Linked DNA regions of Mus musculus: region 1 is linked to region 2. A link is a contact called in public Hi-C data. All regions are on one chromosome and are shown on one strand. Each heading gives the region's core, a stretch centred on a gene start, on an enhancer-like site or on the middle of the called end of the contact. The rest is flanking DNA. Distances are from core to core; before and after follow the strand shown. Region 1 has its middle 22 kb from the start of Lrrn2. Region 2 holds the start of Nfasc (neurofascin).

The links. A called contact is a pair of places that touch in the nucleus more often than the background predicts.
Region 1: a Hi-C map of neural progenitor cells shows a contact between it and region 2, with 3 times the contacts expected there. The contact joins the enhancer-like site here to the promoter of Nfasc in region 2. A contact is called at or near these places in 6 of 484 Hi-C or Micro-C datasets (the HL-1 cell line, embryonic stem cells, nephron progenitors and 2 more), 1 of 115 datasets of contacts at active chromatin or transcription factors (embryonic stem cells) and 2 of 9 other capture datasets (adipose tissue and liver).

The regions. Positions count from the first base shown.
Region 1 is chr1:132,855,506-132,861,724 of GRCm38.p6, forward strand. No RefSeq gene overlaps it. Among named protein-coding and RNA genes, the nearest start is that of Lrrn2, 22 kb to the right of the region's middle. Within about 2 kb of position 3,481, at least 48 of the 459 cell types and tissues checked have an H3K27ac peak or open chromatin away from gene starts, as enhancers often do. A contact at or near this core is called in neural progenitor cells, where this site is marked.
Region 2 is chr1:132,738,662-132,744,449 of GRCm38.p6, forward strand. Nfasc (neurofascin) reads right to left here and starts at 3,136. Exons shown (of 30, transcript NM_182716.4): 1 at 3,010-3,136.

The DNA.
Region 1 (6,219 bases), core at 2,231-4,730, 120 kb after region 2:
GATGGGGAAAGAGGTTCAGCAGTTCGGAGCCCAGGCTTCACTTCCAAAGGACCTGAGTTCCCTTCACCCACATGATGGCTCACAACTGTCTGTAACTCCAGTTCCAGGTCATCTGACTCCCTCTGCCTGCCTCTGTGGGTGCTGGATTCAACAGTGCACAACAATCCATCCAAGCAAACACTCATGCCCATAAAGTAAAAATAAAGGAAAGCAATTAAAAACAGAAGATCTGTGAAGACTGTGCCCTAAGCTGGTGAAGTATGCTGCACTAGCTGTCTTTCACTGTTTTCTATATCTCATCTATGCCTCTGACAGAAAGAACTGGCTATTGGCATAACTGTCCCCCATATTCTTAAGTTCATCCAAGAATTCAGTCAAAGGAAACATATGTATGTATGTGTACACAGTAACAAAGAATTGCAATCAACCTAGTTGTCCATCAACACATGAATGGCTAATGAAAATCATATGTGTGTGTGTGCGCACATGTGCATGTGCGTGTGCATGTGTAATGGAATTCTACTTAGCTCTAAAAGTTAATATTTTTGCAGGAAAACTGTTGGACTTAGAATATGTCATAGGGAACACAGAAGCCCTGAGTTGGTAAAGTCCCGGGTGATTGTGTATGATTGAATGGCTGTACCCATGCTAAGGACCCCAGAGCCTCAGACTCATGGATGAATCTTTCCCGCCAGGATGAGGCTCAGAGGGAAAGAGCTAAGCCCTCCTTTGGGATGGAGTGTGAGTGTTGACAGTCTGTGCAGAAAATGGCCACCATTCTGCCTTGTTACTGCCTGAAGACTGCTCTCCTGCTGAGGCTATTCCTACAGATAGCTAAACCTGTCTTCTGGACCCAGCTGTATGCCGTAAACCCCACCTCCTTGTTTATGTGTAGGGAATAACCCTGCCTCCTTGTTCAGCCCTGTGCCATGACCCTGCCTCTCTGTCCAACTCTATATAATAACTACTGTGAGCCTCCAGGGCACGGCAGTTTTTCCAGCAGAATCCAGGCCGACCACATTCTGTGTTTGTTTGTCTTTCCTTCATTCCCTTGCTGTCCCAGCCAGGTCTGAGTCCTGGGAGTTGTGCAAGGATGCTGCGATGTATATAGTATTAAGTGAGGTCACACGGTGTCGGGAAGAAACAAACCATGTATTCCTTACCATATGTGGCATCTAGCTGGTAATACATATGCAGGCAGGTGTGTGTGGGGGTAAGCGTGCCAGGGAGATGATAGAACAAGAAAGGCTAAGGACCGAACGCAGGTAATGGCACGAGAAATGAAAGAGGAGAGAAATCTAATTGTTTTTCTAGTTTTGATTCTGTCAGGAATTCTTGGGTTTGGTGGTGGATAAATACACAAAATATATTCAATTCGGAAAGTGTAAAGTTTAATGCCAAGCTCCACAGCTTCCATTCCAAATGCCTATTCTAAATGCATACAAGTTCCCTGAGTTGTATAAACTTGGAGTCTAGTTAATTTGAGTGTGTGATGCTTTCATTTGTTTGCAAGTGTTTTTTTAATAATAAAGATTATAAAAAATTAGGTGAGAAAATGCACCTGTACGACACATGTAGACTGTCTTATTGTTATTCCCTAAACAATACAACATAACAACTATTTGCATAGCATTTACATCACTCTAGATATTCTAAGCCATTCAGAGATGATTTAAAGTGTTCCAGGGAATGTGTGGTTATATGCAAATTACTATTTTCTATAAGAATCTCCAACATCTTCCAATTATCATATCTGCTGGGGCCCCTGAACTCATTCCCTGTACACATGGAAGGACCACTGGGCTTACAGTGCAGAATTCAGACCCCTGTGCACATGGAGGGACACTGTTCCTACCATGCAGAATTCAGACAAATGGCGAGTAGAGGGTAGAACTAAGGAAATAAGCACTGCCAGCCCAGAGCACAGCCCAGCATCCATCTTGCCCTGGGAGGAAGGCAGCTGAGGCTAGCTCTATTGAAGGCTGCTGCCAAGGAGAGGCCAGGAGAGAAGTGAGAGGACTGAGGTGCCTGAGCACTGCAGGGCACCTGCCTCCCTCTCTCCTACCTAGCACCCACCCTTGTTTCCAGAACTCCGTGAGCTTCTTCCTTAGCACGGAATGCTAGTCTGTCCTTTTCAGGAGATGGGCTTTTTGCCTCTTTCTGGATTCTTGTCTGAAGAGTCTCCAGACCTGTCCTTAGACAGCATTGCCCTTTCTCCTGTGCCTCCCTGTATACTCTTCCCTCCCTCATAGTACAGAGATGTTCCTTTTGCCCAAGTTTTCTAAGAGGAAAGGTTGCCTTGGCTGTCCTTCCAGACTCCCCACCTCACCCCCACACACACACTGGACAGATACTGCTTGGTGACACTTCGAATCAGGTGACATTGTTATAATGGAATCCAAATCAGTGCTGCCTCCAGTGGGAAGCTATAAATGCCTCATACTTTACACCTCATACAGACACCACTGAGACCTACACTTATGACAGCCTTTGAGGTGGAAGGTTTTTTTTGTTCTGGTAGGGGCGACATGTCTCTTGCTCCAAGAGAGTTCCTAGAACTCTGTGGACTTATGTCTCTTCACAGCAATGAAACCCAAACTAAAACACCAGCCATTTTTCAAACTCTTTTCTTGTAATGAGAAATGTGGCCCCAGGAAACCCACAGGCCAAATCACCCTACACAGAAGGAAAGCCCTGTACCTCTGCTCAGAGGCAGCAGGGTTGGCAATGTCTGGTTAGGATGCCCATCCCCACAGACAGATAGATCTTGTCTGGGAGTGACAGGATCAGCCATGGGACCAAGTCTGAAATAAGGAGATGGCAAGCTGAGCTGGACAGACAAAGCCACTGCTCCAGGCTGCTGAGGAGTTAGACACAGAAGCCCAGCTGGGCATGTAGACTCCAGGCATGTACACAGAGGCAAGGGCAGATCAGCACTCCGGACTACACATAAATGCTGAGGGGGGCCCTTGGTGTTTGAGGTCAGATGGAGCCAAATAGGGAAAGCTTATAGGAGATAAATCTTGACCAGGAATGGGAAGAAAGCAAGCAAGAGGTCTTTGGGAAGGAGGAACCTGAGTGGGTCCTTGATGCTGGATGTGCAGGAGGGAAATGAGTGAGGAGATGGACTGAGAAGGGAAACAAATCCCCAGAGGCTGGAGGCCTAGGGTCCTCCTGTCCCAACAAGTCTATTCAAGGGCCTCTGGAGGGCCATGAGACACTCCCCAGCCCTGGTGTGGGAAGCACTTGGGAACCAAGAGTCTTAGAGCAGAAACATGCAGAAAGAGAGAAATGGGGAGGGGGGGGGTCGGTCAAATTCCATGGTAATTAGAAATAATGATGGTGGGTTGGGAGAGGAATAAGAGAGAGAGAGAGACAGAGAGAGAGAGAGAGAGAGAGAGAGAGCTCTGTAGCCTGTGAAAGGAGCAGAGGCTGAGAGAACAGGAGCAGCTCTCACTATTGTCATGGCAACACAGACAAATCCAACTCGGCTGCAAACACCGCTCTGTGTGAGTCCTTTTCTGAGACAGAACCCAAGAAAGGCAGAAATAGGGGCATGGAGCCCAGGGTGTGGGGATCACGTCAAGTAGCCTGCATCTATCCTCCCCTGTGCAGCACTAGGGCCAGGGCAGAAAGCAGGGGCTCCTTTCAGAGGCCACCTCTCCCTTGATGCTGACCAAGAAGGTCCCATATACCCAGTGCCACCCTCTGCAGAAAGAGATGTGAAGTGTGCCCACGGTTTGTACATCCAGGTTGGGTGGGTCACAGGAAGCAGAGAGGTTCAAACAGTGGACACAAAAGGTGTCTCTGCCCTGCTCAACACATAATGCATGGGGCCCAGAGGTTTACTTTCAAATGGTAGGGCATATCTGGTCTGCTCTTCTGGGCTAGACGGATCCCAAGGACAAATCTTCCACCGGTTCCTGAGCACAAGAAAGCCAAGTGCTATCTCATCCCACTCATCTCCCCCTCCTGCTGTGTCCCCACCACCATCCTCTTCTGCTCTCTTAGCTTTTCTTCTTTAGTGCCCCCCTCCCCCCTGACCTGCCTTCTCTCTATTGAAATCAATACGAAAGCCAAAAAAGTAGGTGGGGAAACTGTCCTGGTGACACCGTGGAGGAACACTTGGCATCACTCCCTTTTCTCCTCTTGTATTTCCAGCAGAGGTCCCAAGGGGAATTCCTATCATTGAGCCCCACAGGGACCCTGGCTACTCTGACATTCAGAGTATAGCCAAATTCCAAATGAGCCACCCTCCAACTCTCAAGATGGAGAGTGAGAAGGCAGGCTCTGTCTGAGCGTCGCCTCATAGGGACCCATGCTGGGGCTGCAAAGGAGGACTTGGGTCAGCCTGAAAACGTCACTGCACAGACAGCCAGAAAGACGATTTTTAGATCAAAGTTTGATTCTGAAGAAGGGCTTCTGAATTCCATTTTTCTAAAATAGGAATCAATGAAGCCACTCAACGGTGCAGAGCTGCTCCCAGTGGCCTGGAAGCATCTTTTCTCAAGTGATGGGGCCTTGTGTCCAAGCTACAGAACCCTGGAGGCTGGGCAAAGATGTCCTGAGATGTCACCCTAGTATCCCTTGGAGTACCTGTGTTTGTGTAGTAAGATAAGTGAGTCAGACTGGGAGAGGCAGCAGCCCAGCAGGAACAATGTGACTCTGAGGAGCATGCCTGGGATTTGACCTCTGTCCTGCCTTCTCCGCACTCTAACCCTGTTCACCCCACGGCTGCCTGTGGTCGTCATACAGAGCCCATCCTCATCTCTGACCTCATTGGATTCTCACTATCAGTTCTTAGCCACCTCGCTCACTTCCTGAACCCAGAGATGCTGTGCGGCCTGTCTATAAAAATCATACTGCTCATTAGACTTAACAAAATGCTTGATTACAAGACGAAATGATAGGATAGGTCAATTCCTGCAAACCCACTTTCCGTTGGATCCCACATCAGTGGACCCAACTACTCAGAGATGAAAAAGGAAAAAAACATATTCAGGCAGCTGGAGAGATGGCTATAGGGTCTGATTCCCAGCCTCCACAAGGTGGCTTACAATCGTCTGTCATTCCAGTTCCAAGGGAGCTGATTGCCCTTTTCTGGCTTCTGTGGGCACTCGGCCCACAAATGTTGCACAGACACATAGACAAAAAAACAAACAAACAAAAAAAAAACCACATAAAATAAATACATAATCAATTTTTAAAACTCAGAGTCTGCACTAAACTTATATAGACTTCTCCTTTGTCATTATTTTCTTGATTATTCCCAACAACCCATTTCTATAGCATCCATTACATCAGATATTGTAATCTAGGGATGATCTAAAGCATTCAGGAGACAATATAGGTTCTATGCATCGCAAATAGTATGATATTTTATATAAGGGACTTAAGCACCCATGGATTGGTAGCTTTGGAAGGACTTAGAATCAATCCTGCCAGGGATAAACAGAGACAGCTAAACTTCCTGGGTTCTTCCAGTGATTAGAAATGTCAAATTTGCCATACACGCACACACACACACACACACACACACACACACACACACACACACACAACTTGCTGGTCTAACATGCAAGGGACCTGACACTTGTCTAGTGTAGCCTGGGTTGTCCCCCTCTGAGGTCTTCTGAATGTGATATGTGGGCACCTGGCATACAGGAGAAAAAAGAAAATGAGTAGAAAGCTAAACAGCCTTAAGCAGCATGGCTCCTGTCAGACTCGTGCCCTGCAACTCAGTTAGTGTACATATTTGCATGCATGCACAGGTACAGGTGTGTGTATGCACACACATGTAGGTAGATGCACTCTCTCTGATGTCCTGAGAGTCCTTCCCAAATTCTTAGATTCAGGACGGCAGGCAGATCTAGCTGCCAGAGCAGCCCCTGCCCCTGTTCTCTGGGCTCTCCCTGTGTGGGAAGGCTATGCACACACAATGACTTAACACAGTCAAAGAAAACATATAAACAAGTGTGGAGTAACAACTCAGCTGTGAGAGTCTTGCACAGCAAGCCAGGGGGCGGATGCAATGAGTGGGGGAAGCAGAAGAGGGGGTGCTGATTCAAAGAAGCCGGGTTCTGTGCCCAGATGAACTCTGATGGTCGGCTCTGGCGGGTACCTGTGCCCTCCACATTCGGTCTGACAATAGTGTGACTGAGTAGATGCCTTGGACCAAAGGACTGAGGCTACTGAAGGGTCTGAAGCAGGTATGAAAGG
Region 2 (5,788 bases), core at 1,886-4,385:
CATACTGCAGGGCTTAATAAACATCTGAGGCAGGAGTGAACATGAACCCAGTCTTACTCAAGTTCCTCTCCTTTCACCCTCCACAGCTTCCATCCAATCAAACACAGTAGGACCAGGACCATTCTGCCCCTTCCTTCCTGACTCCCTAAGGATTTCTGTTTCTAAAGACAGAAGGAGATGCTCACACCCACAACGATTGGATGGCTTCAGAGATCGCCATACTTCTGGCATCCAGACCAGCCTGGGAGAGAATTGTGGCATGGGAAGTGAGGAACAAGTTGTGACAGATGATGGGAGAAAGCCTGTCCCAGAGTCACTGCAAAAACAGGACCCTCCTGAGATCTGCCCCACCTCAAACCCAAACCTCAGATCTCAGCCACCCCTCCGTGTGACGGTGAAAGGACCAGCCAGCCACTGTAAGCAGAGCCTGCTTCTGTCCACAGGGAACCACTCCTGCATGCAGTTCCACCTGAGCCAGCCAGTGAAGCACAATTGGCAGGTCCTGCCCCTGCTCCCTGGGGAGCTGGCTCTGCTGTTGGCGTGCCTGGATTTAACTCTCTGTAGCTTTTGTGATGCCAAACAAGGGGGCAAGGGCTGAGATTCGTTGCACAAAGCTGGGAAATATGTAGGCTGTTATCAGAAGCCCCATTTAACCTGAGCCCCAATCAAGCACTTCAACGTCAGAGCCTTGATCCAATCAGCTCCCGACAACAGCTGCAGGTGATGCTTCTCTGATACCAGGAAAAGCTGGCAGATCGGAGGCCCCGACGCCAGGAGAAGCTTCCCGCCCTGCCCCCACAGGCAACGGGGAGGGGACCAAGAAGGGTGACAAAGCCGATGTAGCCAGTCTCCCAACACCGTGTCCCCTGAACAGACACAGTCTGGAGGCCATCCGGAATTACCACAGCCCACGTTTCAGTCAGCTGTGTTCAGCCCCTCAGTATTCCAAAGCAAGAACCTCTGGGGAAACTGCCGGGGCCAGACTGCAGTTTGTATCTTACCTCCTCTAAAGCCTAGGGTTTTAGAGGAGTCTTTGAGACAGGGGATTGGGAAGCCAGCCCTATTTTACAAAGGCATATACAATTTCTTGGGTTTTGTCTCTTTTCTTAGTAATACCATATTCTCTCTCTCTCTCTCTCTCTCTCTCTCTCTCTCTCTCACACACACACACACACACACACACACACACACACACACACACACACACACACACACACTCCTTCGGCCTAATCCAAAGAGTAAGGGTAGAAAATTGTCTCTCTCTGAAGAACCAGCTTAGTCAAGGCAAAAGGTGAAATGTACTGGACAGGAAGGTGATCCCTCCTCTCTCTCATTTGCCTCCTGCATGCAGTTCCACCGATCCAGCATCCTTGGTCACAGGGAGGACTGAGTTCTGCCTCCTTTCCTCTGGCTGCCCCCACAGCCTCTCCAGGGTCTTCCTTGCTCCACACCCTCTCCCTGGGCAGCTTCTACTTAGGCTTAAGTTCTATGGGATCTGAACCTGCTGGTCTCTGGCCCTATTCAAACCACACATCTCCTGTGCACCCTGGTCTCAAAGGCTATGGCCTGCCCTTGCCTTACTGAAGATTGGATCTGGGCCCAGCAGGGCTCACCTCAGTTCCAAGGTTAGAGGAGGCACATCAGGGCCCTCCTATCAGAGAAAGAGACAGGCAAGAAGAGGAATATTGTCACCCTCTCCTCTGGAGCTAGAGGAGGCATCTTTGTCCAGAACCACACACACACTCATACACAAAACACACATACATGTTCATACACAACATACACATTCATACACAACACACATACACACAGCATGCATAACTCAGCCAGTAAGCCAAGGGAGGAATGAAAAGTAGACCCTGGCTCAGTGAGTGAGGTGGGCTGTTGTGGGACCACAGCCTCCGTGATTCAGCACTCTGACCACTCCCAGCCATGTCGTGGGTCACACTCAGGACCATTCCTGATGCCAGAATGCTGGCTTGGAAGCTGAGGAAAAGTCTTTGCTAAGACCCCAACTCTTAGGCCCTCCAGCAAGGTTTCTCTGCCAGGCTTTTGCAGCCCAGGACTCAGGACAAGTCTCAGGAGCTTGAGGGCCATTCCCTTAGACCTGCCTCTTCTCCCAGCCTCAAGCCCTTTCTGATCCCATCTAGGAAGCAAACCTGAATAGTTCCAGGAGAGGAGAGGACCACACAGAGGCCTACAAACCCAAGTATCTCTCTTCCAAAGCTATGAACAGGCTCAAACATGCAGCAAAGGGCTTTAGAGAGGTTGAATTCACAGCAGTGAACACCTGGCCCACTGAGCCCTAGGCCTCTGTGGCAGAGTAGGACGATACAAGGGTGGGTAGACTGAGTCCAAGCCCAGTCAGCACCGGACCTACATCACCACGAAGGGCAGGCAGAGAAGGTGATGGGTAGTAGGCCGGCTAGGAACCAAGGAGAGTAGGGGAGATGTTCCAGAGGGAGTGTGCAGGATGAGGAAACAAGGAAGCCACTGTGAAGGGGTTGGGACTGGGTGTGAAGATGGGGACCGGGGAGGATAAACTGGAAGGGAGCAACCGAAGGCCAGCACTACACAGGGCCGCGGGAGGGAGGGCAAGCAGAGGGGCCACGGGTGAGGCAGGAAAACATAAGTGGAATGGGGAACTGAAAAGTGAGGTGTACAGAGAGAAAACACAGGGGCTGGCTGGTCTCCAATGGTGAGGCTGAGACAGCGAGGAAAGAGAGAGAGAGCGAGGGAGAGGGATGGAATATGGGATGTTGCCAGCCGAGTCCGAAAGGGTATTAGGGTGGAGAGGGCTGAAAGCTGGAGGGAGACACTGCCAGAATCTGGTGGGTTCCGGGCAGGTGGCAGTGTAGAGAAAAAAAAGCACAGGGATGTGGATGGAGGGGGATGGGACAGGTCGGGGGATGCAGATGGACTGAGGAGAGCGGAATCAAAGGGGGTGCCGCTGGTTGGGCTTCCGAGACCGGGTTCTGTTACCCTACCGGGTACCCGCGCTCACCTTACCTCGAGGAGCTCGGGCTCCAGCCCCGGGCGCAGTCCCAGATGTCCGCTCCCGGCGCCGCCACTTCCCTCGCGTCCCCTGCAGCACCTCTCGCTGCCAGCCGCCGCATTAGGGCAGAGACTAGCCCGTGCGCGCCCCCGGGCGGCCAGCGCGTCCCCGGCGGCCTGCGTGCGCGCCCCCGAACCCCTCCCTGCGTACGAGAAGCTGGGACCAGGACCCAGCAGCTCCGACGGATGCTCAGGTGCCACAGTCCGCCCCACGCGCTAAGGATCAAGTTGCAGAACCAGAGTCTGGGAACCCTGTTTTCTCCCTTGATCTTGGATACTCCTTCAGAAGAGTGGCACTCCGTGTTGTCGTAGGACCTGGAGCCAGAACTGTTGCGGTCTGTCCTGCAAATAACCCCTTTATGAGTTCTTAGGGGCAGGAATTTGTCCACAGCTTTGGAGAGCATAGCTCCCTCCAAAAACTTCCACTGAGTTGTTCATCCGAAGCTGACAAGGGGCAAAAAACAAACAAACAAACAAACAAAAGAAAAAGCATGAGGACATTACAGGTGGGTCTTGTTTTAAAACTGTAAGAATTGTTCTGCCCGGGGGAGACTCGGGGCACTGTCCCAGACTTGAGTTAGAGTGGAAAAACCTTGAACTTGGAGACCACATATCCAAATGTTAGCCCTGCCTCGGTGACTGAGCAGGTCTGAGCATGCAAAGTGGGCTGCGTCTTAGCTGAGATCCCGCCCCCTTGGTAGACCTCAGCTAATGTGCACAGGTGGAGACCTGTACCCCCTCCCACCTTGAATGAGCCCTTAGAAGCTTCTAATTCAGCTCCCTGCCTAAAACTACAGCCCCGTAGGCACCACCACTCTGAGACTCACTCTGAGACTCCTTCTGTGATCACACCCAGGTATCACCTCTACTTAGACCTGAACCCACCTGCCAGTCTCAGCATCCCCCCCAACCCACCTCTGCCTGTGGGCTCAGGAAAAGAGACGCTGCAGATCACCCCCCTGCCCCACACATAGCCTGTGCTCAGTAAAGGCTCATCCACTCACTGACAAAATGGCCTCTCTTCAGCTAGGGGCTTCCAACCCAACAGCTGCAGATGGGAGGCAAAGAGGAGGCAGGGAGGGAGGCCAGTTTTGAAAGCCTTGAAGCAAGATTGTCAGAATCCTGGGCGATTTTTTTCAAGGTTACTACATATACAAAGCAGCAAGTCACTTAAAACCAATACTTCAGCATCACCCTGGTATTAGTCCTGAGAATGAGACTTCACCCTACCAGAACCAGATGACACTAAGGAGCCAGTCAACCCAACCAGAGGGATAGGGTCCCTGGACCCTGGTAGGTCCCAAACACCTGACAGACTCTTAGAAGACTTGGGGAAGGCACTTGAAAGCACTCAGGTCTGTGTGGAGGGCAGAGTTCCCTCACCCCCCTTTACTAAAAGCATCCAGTGGTGGCCTGGTCCCTGGAATAAAGAATTCTCCTATCCTAAGAGGCCAGCTCCCTGCATCCTGTTGTGTGGATCCCTAGAGCAGCAAGAGGCAGCTATTTTCTGGTGATGCGTGGTGACTATTGTGTCCACTCTAGAGGCACCTGCTGAGCTCCACATGTCATCCTCACTGTATCAGACCTGAAAAAGTAAACAATTGCTTACACTTTTATTGTTTTTGTAAAGATTCATTGATTTTATTTTATGTGTACGGGTATTTTAACTGCCTGTGCTGTGCACCAGGTGAATGCAGTACCCAAGGAAACCAAAACAGTGTCTCTCTCTTGCTAAACAAGCAATCCTCTTCCACAGTCTTCCAAGGAGGAATAGGGACACAGGTGGATTTGTCCGTAATTGATGGAGAATTAACTTGGGAGAGCGATTTGGCAGGATCACTGAGACTCTAAATGTCCCTGCCACCGGTTCCATTCTTAAGAATGTGATTGAAGAGATGGCTCAGAAGTTAAAAGTACTTCCTGCTCTTGCAGAGGACCAGAGTTCAGCTCCCAGCACCTCTGTCGGGAGTCTCACAATCAACCCCAAGGCATCTGACACCTCTGGCATCTGTGGGTACTTGTGAGTGCGCGCACACACACACACACACACACACACAAACACACACACACACACATTGCACTCACATACACACAAACACACACAAAAATACACATATACACACAAATGTACACACAACACACTCAAACACACACATATATACTCATACACACACAAACACACACGTGCACACAGTCATACCACACAGAAACACACACACACACAAACATGTACACATACACACACATATACATACTCACATACACATACTCATACCACACACACACTCACATCACATACACACACACACATACATACACTCACACACATACATACACATAATTTAAAACAATATAAATAAATGTTTAGAAAGAGAATCCGGCCTACAGAAACATGGGCACGAGCTATGGAGGGTTTGTAGATGCTGACACACTGAGCATAGCCACACTCAGTGTGTCAGCATCTACAAGTGGTGTTTAACACTGATAACACATGCAGAGGGAGGGGATCCCACAACACTGATCTTGTCAAAAGAACACCCAGTTATAGCATGCAGTGTGTTTTCTCTTGCTAATGGAAAATAAAAGCAAACTGGGACAAGGACAGGGACAAGAGGAGGTGACAATGGCCTGGTCCAGATTAGGAGACTAGGTCAGGGTTATAAGGGACCTGAAGGGACCCAACCTTTGCTGAAGCCTTTCATATATCAAGTCTTTTATCACTTACTGTGCGATG